Regions from separate parts of the Sus scrofa genome. Here regions 2 and 3 are each linked to region 1. The links are chromatin contacts, called in public HiChIP or PLAC-seq maps. All regions are on one chromosome and are shown on one strand. Each heading gives the region's core, a stretch centred on a gene start, on an enhancer-like site or on the middle of the called end of the contact. The rest is flanking DNA. Distances are from core to core; before and after follow the strand shown. Region 1 overlaps MAP3K20 (mitogen-activated protein kinase kinase kinase MLT). Region 2 has its middle 76 kb from the start of MAP3K20. Region 3 holds the start of MAP3K20 (mitogen-activated protein kinase kinase kinase MLT).

What was found. HiChIP or PLAC-seq counts read pairs in DNA pulled down with a chosen protein or histone mark.
Region 2: a contact with region 1 is called in an H3K27ac HiChIP or PLAC-seq map of skeletal muscle. The contact joins two enhancer-like sites. A contact is called at or near these places in 3 of 47 Hi-C or Micro-C datasets (heart right ventricle, retroperitoneal adipose tissue and skeletal muscle) and 2 of 2 datasets of contacts at active chromatin or transcription factors (alveolar macrophages and skeletal muscle).
Region 3: an H3K27ac HiChIP or PLAC-seq map of skeletal muscle shows a contact between it and region 1. The contact joins the promoter of MAP3K20 here to the enhancer-like site in region 1. A contact is called at or near these places in 2 of 5 promoter capture datasets (fetal skeletal muscle and liver), 21 of 47 Hi-C or Micro-C datasets (alveolar macrophages, brain, embryonic fibroblasts and 11 more) and 2 of 2 datasets of contacts at active chromatin or transcription factors (alveolar macrophages and skeletal muscle).

Annotation. Positions count from the first base shown.
Region 1 is chr15:79,317,321-79,320,244 of Sscrofa11.1, forward strand. All of the region lies in intron 10 of MAP3K20 (mitogen-activated protein kinase kinase kinase MLT), which reads left to right. Among named protein-coding and RNA genes, the nearest start is that of MIR9826, 76 kb to the right of the region's middle. Within about 2 kb of position 1,476, at least 9 of the 83 cell types and tissues checked have an H3K27ac peak or open chromatin away from gene starts, as enhancers often do. A contact at or near this core is called in brain, fetal skeletal muscle and skeletal muscle, where this site is marked.
Region 2 is chr15:79,097,015-79,099,938 of Sscrofa11.1, forward strand. No RefSeq gene overlaps it. Among named protein-coding and RNA genes, the nearest start is that of MAP3K20, 76 kb to the right of the region's middle. Within about 2 kb of position 1,462, at least 2 of the 83 cell types and tissues checked have an H3K27ac peak or open chromatin away from gene starts, as enhancers often do. A contact at or near this core is called in skeletal muscle, where this site is marked.
Region 3 is chr15:79,173,047-79,175,970 of Sscrofa11.1, forward strand. It overlaps MAP3K20 (mitogen-activated protein kinase kinase kinase MLT), which reads left to right and starts at 1,467. Exons shown (of 20, transcript XM_013990583.2): 1 at 1,467-1,710.

The sequences.
Region 1 (2,924 bases), core at 226-2,725:
CTGTGCTGGCACACTCGCTGTTCGGAGCTGTCCCTGGACTTGGGCCAGTGTCATGCCGCCTGTTCGTTAGCACGCAGCGTTCACGTGACCAGATTCCCTTCTAGCAAAGAGAGGTACTACAGGCCTGATGGTTTTAGGTATGGCTATCCCACTCAACATGCCATGTGCCAGAAAGAAGTAAATATTTGTCAGGCCATCTGGATATTTCAAAGGACAACACATTCGGTCCTCAACTTTTCCCCCGACTTTTATCTGGTGTCTGAAATCGGGTGTTTAGGGTCCAAAGTGTGTGTAGGAAGCTGGTGTCTCAGTGAAGTCGGCCTCCAGTCCTGCTCTGGCATTTCTGGCAGATGCTTGTTTGCTGGCGGAGTTTCCTCTCCACATAAACCAGATGGAACGTCGAGTCTTAGAAAATTACATGATTATTCTGAGACCCCCTTTTAAAACTAGGTTATTACAGATCCCATAAACTTGGTCCTTTTCTTTGACCTAATAAATAATAGGAAGGAAAACTGAGCGTCAGACCTTTCCTGGCTTATCACATCTTTAGCTTGTTTCTCTTCCTATTGCCTTACTAGCAATAGTGGCCCCGAGTGTTGCGAATAGAAAATGCGTGGTCCTCTTGGTCCTGTTGTCAGTTCTCATTGCCCCCTGCAACTGTCTGCAGACCTGTGGTCCCTGCGCTGAGGAAGCCCTGTGGAGCTTTGATAGAGCATCCAGGCCTCTCTCTGTTGGTTGTGTTCTTTCTGGGTGATCAAAATACTCTCACTGTGGCATATGTCCTTAAAAACAAAACACAAATTTTTTAAAAATTAATCTTTGCAATGTGAGTTTTAACACAGATCATTTAATGTGTAACACTGAATTTGACACACATATGATCTGTTTCTCATGTACTGAATGTGATACAGCTGTTCTTATGAATTGATCTTTTATTCCAGAGTAAGTTTCCATCGAATAAAAGAGGAGAAATATAGTTCATGCCTGTTTTTGACATATGGAAAATTGAAACAGGTTGAAGTCAACCTTGGTTGGATTTGGCTTAAGAGAAAAACCGTAATTTTCATCAGCTAAAACACTTAAACTATATTTTTAGAACAGGAACGTTATATAAGTGCAGCAGCCAGTTCATTTGGTGCAAAACAATGCATCAAGAAAAACAGCAGGAACAGCCAGGGGAGCAGCTGTCTCTGTGTTGCTCTCCGGGTTTGGGGCATAGAACCTGGACCTCTGCTGTCAAGATCCCTGGGCATGGGCGAGGCGGGGGGTGGGGGGAATCGTTTTTATTCAGTGTTTGTTTTTCTGTATCACAGCCCTCAGCTTACTTAACTGTGGATCTCCTTTCCAGAAGGGCTCAAAATCAGAGTGGGCTCTCAGAGCTGGAACTTGAGACGAGTGCTTGGCTTAAGTTACAGATGAAATTGAATGTGTTGGCCATTTACTTTGATCAAAAAGAACATCAGTGAGCTCAGTCTCCCTGGCAGGAGAGTTGGGACCGGGATTGGCAAAAGCACCCCAGGCAGCAGCCCAGGCCCCTGCTGTCTCCTGCTGAGCCAGGCGGACTCTGCCGCCTCCTTTTCTCACACCCCCCCCCGCCTTCCTTTTTCTGTCTTTTTTGTCCTTTTAGGTCCGCACCCATGGCACATGGAGGTGCCCAGGCTAGTGGTCTCATCAGAGCTACAGCTGCCAGCCTGCACCATAGCCACAGCCACAGCCACGCCAGATCCAAGCCGCATCTGCCACCTACACCATAGCTCACGGCAACACCGGATCCTTAACCCACTGAACAAGGCCAGGGATCGAACCCGCAACCTCTTGGTTCCTAGTCGGACTCGTTTCCGCTGCGCCATGACAGAAAATCCTCTCACCCTCCCCTTTACTGAAGATGGCTCGTTCCTTCTTTCCTTTCTGTTAGAAAAGTTTAACTTAGGGTTTTTCACCCTGAGCTTTTCTTTCCCCCTCAATCCGCCATTTGAAAAATAAAAACAAACTTGTGTACAGGTGGGCATAATATTTTTGTCAGAAATATCAGGGGTCAAGTTTGGATTTTATGATAGTCATAATTCTGAAAGGTTGCTGACTTAGTACCTTTCTTTAGGGACTCTAGTGTGACTTATATGGCTATATAATTTTCAAATGGCACCAATCAAAGGGACAGAGGGTTGATAGCAGATGCTTTTGCACATACATTCCTGCCTCTGTTGCTCTGAGATTCTTTGCAGACAGTCAGGGAAGTAAAACACGGGGCCTAATTCCAGATCCACCTCAGTAGCTGTTCCCTGAGTGGGGTTTTGCCAATTAACACCAGAGCCTTTTGGTTTTCATTTATTTACTTCTCATCCACAAAGGCATTGGGATAAGCTGTCCACTTATTGGGATTTTTCCCTGGACATAAAAAGGCAGACTTTGGCTGCAGAGATTCATTAACTTAGATCTGGGGGCTGCTGCCTTCTGTAGTCAAGGTCTCAGCCAGAATCGCACCGTCTGACCTGCAGGCTCCGGAAGCAGCTGTTGGCCCAGCAGTTAATCTCCAGCCCGCTCCTCTCCCATCCCCGCCTTCTTCTGCATCTACCAGCCCTCTGTGCCTTCTCCGCCCTCCCGCCTCCCTCACTCTGCTCCCTCTCCCCCTCCTCTCCCCGCCTCTCTCTCTCTTTCTCTCATGACTGTTGCTTTTCTCACAGAAACTCGAGGGAAAGAACCTCCAACTCTCAGAACGTAAATTTAGACTTAAAACCTGATGACAGCCCTGAAAGAAAAAAACTTGCTCTGAGCCATCTTACCCATTCAGTCTCTATAAAGGACAGGTTTCTTTAACTGAACAAACCATTCGAGTGATGCGGTTGGTCAGCCCATAGAGATTCAGGAAGGAACGAACTTGCTTTTAAAACTATTAGAGATGGAATTCCCATCGTGACGCAGCGGAA
Region 2 (2,924 bases), core at 212-2,711, 220 kb before region 1:
AAGGATGAGCAGGCTCCCAAGATATGCTGGAGACCTAAGATGGGCTCACAGTGTGCAAAGCCTTGCAAGGCCTTTTTAAGAAGCTTCATCTTTGACCCTACAGCAGTAGGAAGCCCGAAGTGCTTGAAGGCAGAGGATTGCATTCCTAATGGCAGCCCTTATGGGGCAGGGCCATTTGCTTTCTGATACTTCACTGTTGAGGACACATGTCATCCCTAATTCTTTAACTAATTATTATGCAGACGTAAAGGTAGGGGGGCAGAGGGAATGGTCCGTAACGGCAAATATTAAAAACCAGTGGTGAACCCAGATAATGGATCCTCCTCTTTACTTGGTCTACACTGGGCCACTTTTTAATTTTTTGTTGTGTAAAATACATTTAGTGCAAATTTACCATTCTAACCCTTTTTGAGTATACTGTTCAGTGGCATGAAGTACCTCCCCACTGTTGTGCAACCATCACCACTATCCATCTCCAAAACTTTTTCACCACCTTTTTTTTTTTTTTTTTTTTGGTCTTTTTATCTTTTCTAGGTCTGCTCCCACGGCACATGGAGGTTCCCAGGCTAGGGGTCTAATTGGAGCTATAGCTGCCGGCCTACGCCACAGCCACAGCAATGCCAGATCCTTAACACACTGAGCAAGGCCAGGGATTGAACCTGCAACCTCATGGTTCCTAGTCAGATTCGTTAACCACTGAGCCACGATGGGAATTCCTTCACCATCTATATTGAAACTATTAAACAATAGCTCCCCACTCCCCCCCTCCCCGCCCCCCACCTCCAGCCCCTGGAAACTACTACTCCACATGTATGGATTTGGAATTACCTCATGTAAGTGGAACAATAGTTGTCCTTTAACAGACCCTAGAGAGGACTGGAGTTGGCTGCATGGAGATAGACTGAAGGGACTAGAGGGCCACATCCCAGGGAATGGTTAGAGGGTGTGTAGTACAGAGCCTGGGTACTCCATAAAAGCCACATTGTTCACACGTGCCTGTGTGTGAAGGGAAGGGCAGGACCCCAAAATAGCAAGCCCCATTTTTGGCATGCTCACAGCAGACACAGCTCCACCTCTACATATTACGGGGGCACCTCGCACCTATGGGTTGCCCACACGCAGAGATGGAGCTGAAATCTGAGCCAATTACCAGAGGCTGTGCAACTTGAATGGATTCACACAGCTGGTAGCTTTGTAAGTGCAGCACCTGCAGGACATCTGAGCAGATTATTGGTGCTCCCTTGGCTGGGGTGGGCCCAGTGTTAGCAACAGGCTTTGTGGGTGGGCACATAGGGAAAGAGGCCAGGCTCTGAGCTAATTCCTGTAGTTGCCATGGCAGGTGAAGGTGTACAACTGTGACGGTCCTGTGCCAAGCTTCAAGGGCTCTTAGGCAGCAGTTTTATGAGCAGAGGACTTGAGGGACACCTAGGCCTATTGCCAGTGTCCCGACAGCTGAAGAAAGGCTGAGGGCAGTGCCAACAAAGTGTACTCTCTGAGCCCACACACTGGGCTACAGAGCACAGTTCCTTACGGACTCCTGCAGAAGAATACTCAGTGGCTTCTCTCCCAAAGGGAGCACTCTAGTCCCACCCAGCTGACAATGAAGTTTAGAACCAGATCTGGGGGTTTCTACTCCGACAACTGGAGAGGAAACCCTCCTCCCATCAGGGCTGTGACAGCCACAAAGCAAAGAGGAGGCCCTGCTCAACATTTAGCGCACACTCTGGTCACCACAACAATCACACCCCCTATCAAGGAGACAATGGCCAGCACACAAAGAGGAAAGATATAGCAAGCATTCATATTAAAAACAGTATTTGGGAGTTCCCGTCATGGCACAGTGGTTAACGAATCCGACTAAGAACCATGAGGTTGCGGGTTTAGTCCCTGCCCTTGCTCAGTGGGTTAACGATCCGGCATTGCCGTGAGCTGTGGTGTAGGTTGCAGACATGGCTCAGATCCCCCATTGCTGTGGCTCTGGCGTAGGCTGGAGGCTACAGCTCCGATTCGACCCCTAGCCTGGGAACCTCCTTATGCTGTGAGAACTGCCCAAGAAATGGCAAAAAGACAAAAAACAAAAAACAACAAAAAAAAAAAAAACAGTATTTGGAGTTCCATTTGTGGGGCTCAGCAGTTAGTGAACCCCACTAGTATCCATAAGAATAAGAGTTCGATCCCTGGCCTTGCTCAGTGGGGTTAAGGATCTGACGTTGTCATGAGCTACGGTGTAGGTCACAAACTCAGTTCAGATCCCACGTGGCTGTGGTTGTGGCTGTGGCTATGGCTGGCAGCTATAGCTCCTATTTGACCCCTAGTCTGGGAACTTCCTTATGCCATAAGTGGAGCCCTAAAAAGCAAGCAAACAAACAAACAAACAAAAACAGCACTTGAAGAGTTCCCTGGTGGCCTAGCATGTTAATGATCTGGCATTGTCACTGCTGTGGCTCCAGTCACTGCTGTAGCAAGGATTTGATACCTGGCCTGGGAACTTCTACCTCAAGGCATGGCAAAAAAAAAAAAAAAAAAAAAAACCCTCAGCATTTACACCAAAAATGTTAGACTCATGCAGGCTAAACAGGGATGCCCCCACATAAAAACAACCCACTAAGACCACAGTAGAAAACTGTCTCTCCAAAATCATGGGGTCAGAGAAATACAAGTAAAATGAAGGAGCAGAGGAACTACTAGTTTCACTTAAAAGAATAAGAGAATTCCCTTGAAAGAACAAAAAATCAAATTGCCCTCACCAGTCTATTAGACTCCTGGTTCAAAAAGGAGGTAGTAAAAATGCTGAAGGAATTTTAGAAGGTTATCTATAGAAATGCAGATCAGGGCAGATGAAACTCTGCTGGAGATGAGGAGACAAGATAGCAAAGTAGATGGACTTGGCCATGCCTCCTTTCATGGAAACATAAAAATCACAA
Region 3 (2,924 bases), core at 217-2,716, 140 kb before region 1:
AAAAGCCAGGCTCTCTCTTCCCATTCTTGTGTCCTTCTCATCACCATCCAGTGCCTTTGAAGGTGAGGTAAAATGACAGGCGTCACCATATACCTGGGTGCTAAAGAGCTAAAGAGCTTAGTTTTCCTCTTAATGGTTAGATGATTTGGGGAATTCTCTGATTACCTGCATCAGGAAATTTTTTTAGCATGACAATTTTTGTCAATCCTAATTTATCAGTTCCCCAAAAAGAATGCTAAATTCCTAGTCCTTATCAAAGGGAAAATTCAAATATTAATCTGAATCACAGACTAGAAAATGTTTTTTTTTAAACCTCTATTCACTCATCTCCCCACTTCCATATCTTCAACTAGATGAACGATTTACAAATTTTATATTTCCCTCCTGAGCTCTTTTCAGAATCAGTTTCCTATTTCAACTGCTGCATCTCTATCGGTTTTTCCTCCCATGACCTCAAACTCAACAGGAAGCCAGTTCCTACTCCACCGATCTCTATTTCTGTCAGTGACACCATCATTCTTCCAGTCACTCAGGTCTGAAAATCTTGGCATCATCTCTGACTTTCTTCTTCTCTTCCACATCTAGTGGCTCACCAATTTCCGTGGCCTCTTCCTGAAGCATGTCTCTCAAGTCCCTTTCCTCTTTCCTAATTCTATTTTGTGCACGCCAATTCAAGCCCTCACAATCCCACGACCAAGTAGTGACAATATGATGCTTCCTAGTTTTGTCTTAGCAACCCATCCTACAGCCATCTTGGACTGAATTCTGCCTCTGGAAATCACCATTAAAACAAAAATCACAAAAGCCTATTTTACCCCTTTGATCCCAACTTTGCACAGTTCTCCAATGTCCATAGATGGTAACATTCAAGCTCAAAGCCCTGGATCACGCTGGCCATACCTTTGCAAACTCTTCTTCTGTTTCCTCCACAGAACCAGAAATCCTCTACTCGACCATGACTTCTCCGCCCTCGTACTGATTTCCACTTTTGCTCATACCTGGAATGGAGTCTAGTCTCCTCATCTGAACTTGGCTTTGCTAAAGTCACCAACCAGGGCAGCAGACCATGACCCCTTCTCAAAATTCCGTGGTATCTTGATGGTTCTACTAAGGCGGCCTTCAGCCCTATCTCCTCCGAAATATCTGTACGTCGGTCCCCTTCCCAAGTAGATAATTAACTTCCGTTGGGCACGAAGCAGCCTCCCACCTTTTTGCATCCCAGCGCCCTTTTCACGGTAAATGTTTGTTGCTAAGGATGAGTGGAGGGAAGACATATGAGTGTTATGTCGTTAAAAAGATGTGAAGACATAAAGGGGTGCAGAGGCACAGCCCTCTCCCCGCTTCCCCACGATAGGGGTGCCATCTGAGGGCGGCAGCAAGGTGTCCTCAGGATGCAGCCGGGGAGCCCAAGCGCCCGCCCCCGCCCGGCTGGCTTTCGGGCGCCTCTGCTCTGCGGCCCGGCCGGTGGGTGTGCGGGGCACCGGCAGGAAGGCCCGGCCTTTCCTCGCTGGGAGGTAGGTGGTGCTGTTGCCGTGACTGTCTCCCTCATTGGCGCCGGGCGGAGAGGCGGAATGTTCAACTCCTGACTCGGGCGGAAGCGTGGAAGCCGCGCCGGCCGCCGTCCTCTCGACCCCGGTCGCCGCCCGTGCCCTGGCCGTGTGCGGGGCCTCGGCGCCCCCGGCTGCTGCTCGCGTCCGGCCCGGGAGCCAGGTAGGGGACCAGGCCGGAGGCTGTGGGGGAGCGGGTGCGGGGCAGGCCCGCCGCGATCGCGAATCGTCCCGGCGTCGCGGGCCCAGGCCTTGTCGGGATCGGGGCCCCCACCGGACACCCCTGCCCGACCTGGAGCCGGCGTCCCCTGCTCTCGCGGCGTTGCGCGGCTGGGAGCAGATCGGGAACTTTGCGCGGGTCCCACGCAGAAGTTGACGCCCGGAAGAGCAAGGCGCAGCGGGAGCGTCCGGGGCGGTCTCGGCCCCCGGAGCGCGGCGCGGGCGTGGGGCGCCCTTCGGACGCCGGGACGCTAGTCTCGCTGGGGGTGACCCGAGCGTCTCTCCGGAGGTGAGGCGAGCGTCTCCCAAATCAGAGCAGGGCGCAGGCCGCTTCCCAGCAGAGGTTCTTGCGTGCGAGGCGAGCCCACTAACTTCAGTTTTCCTGTGGGTCGGCCGGGAGCCCGCGTCCCTCCGAGAGCGGCCGCGCCGGCTCTGCTCGGGGCACCGTGGTCCTCGTGCCCTCCCTCACCTCAAGTGTCCCGTGTTCCTTCGGCGGGCGCGGGGGCGGCTCATTTGCCGACCCGATGGCGTTCCCCGGTTCCTGGGCTTGGAGACATGCACCAGGCCCGGAGGTGCAGGCTGAGGCGGCCGCCACGCCTCGCCGGCTCCTGACAGCTTGCAGGAAAACTTTAATCCAAAACTGGTCGGAAGGCATCGAATTGCCTACAAAATGGGGCAGTCGTTGTTAGATTGCTGAAAATGTATGTTTCTGATGCGCCTCCGGGTCTTGCATAAGCACTGTTTATGGGGAAACTTAATTACTATTTTTGTTGGTTTCTTTAATAATGAAAGCAGCACCATTTAGTGGTCTATTCCAATGATATTACAATACGCAGCTTCTCATGAATGGTAGTGTATTAGAATCAACTTACAGAACTAATTCGATGATTTTTGAGCTAAGGTGGTTGTTAAAGTATATTCATATTTTAACCCTAAAGCCGTTTTATGCTTTCCTGATGTCAGTTGAACAGCCAGAATTCAGTGGGACCAAACCTACAGACATTTAGACAGAAAGTAAACAAGTGATTCAAGACGTTAATGTCTTCTTTGTGATAGGCCCATCTCCACAATGAAATTTCATGTCGTTTTTTGTTTTTCAAAAAATATGGGATGGCTGCGTTTTAATTATAGTTTTAGTCATTTGTGGAGCCTTTGTTT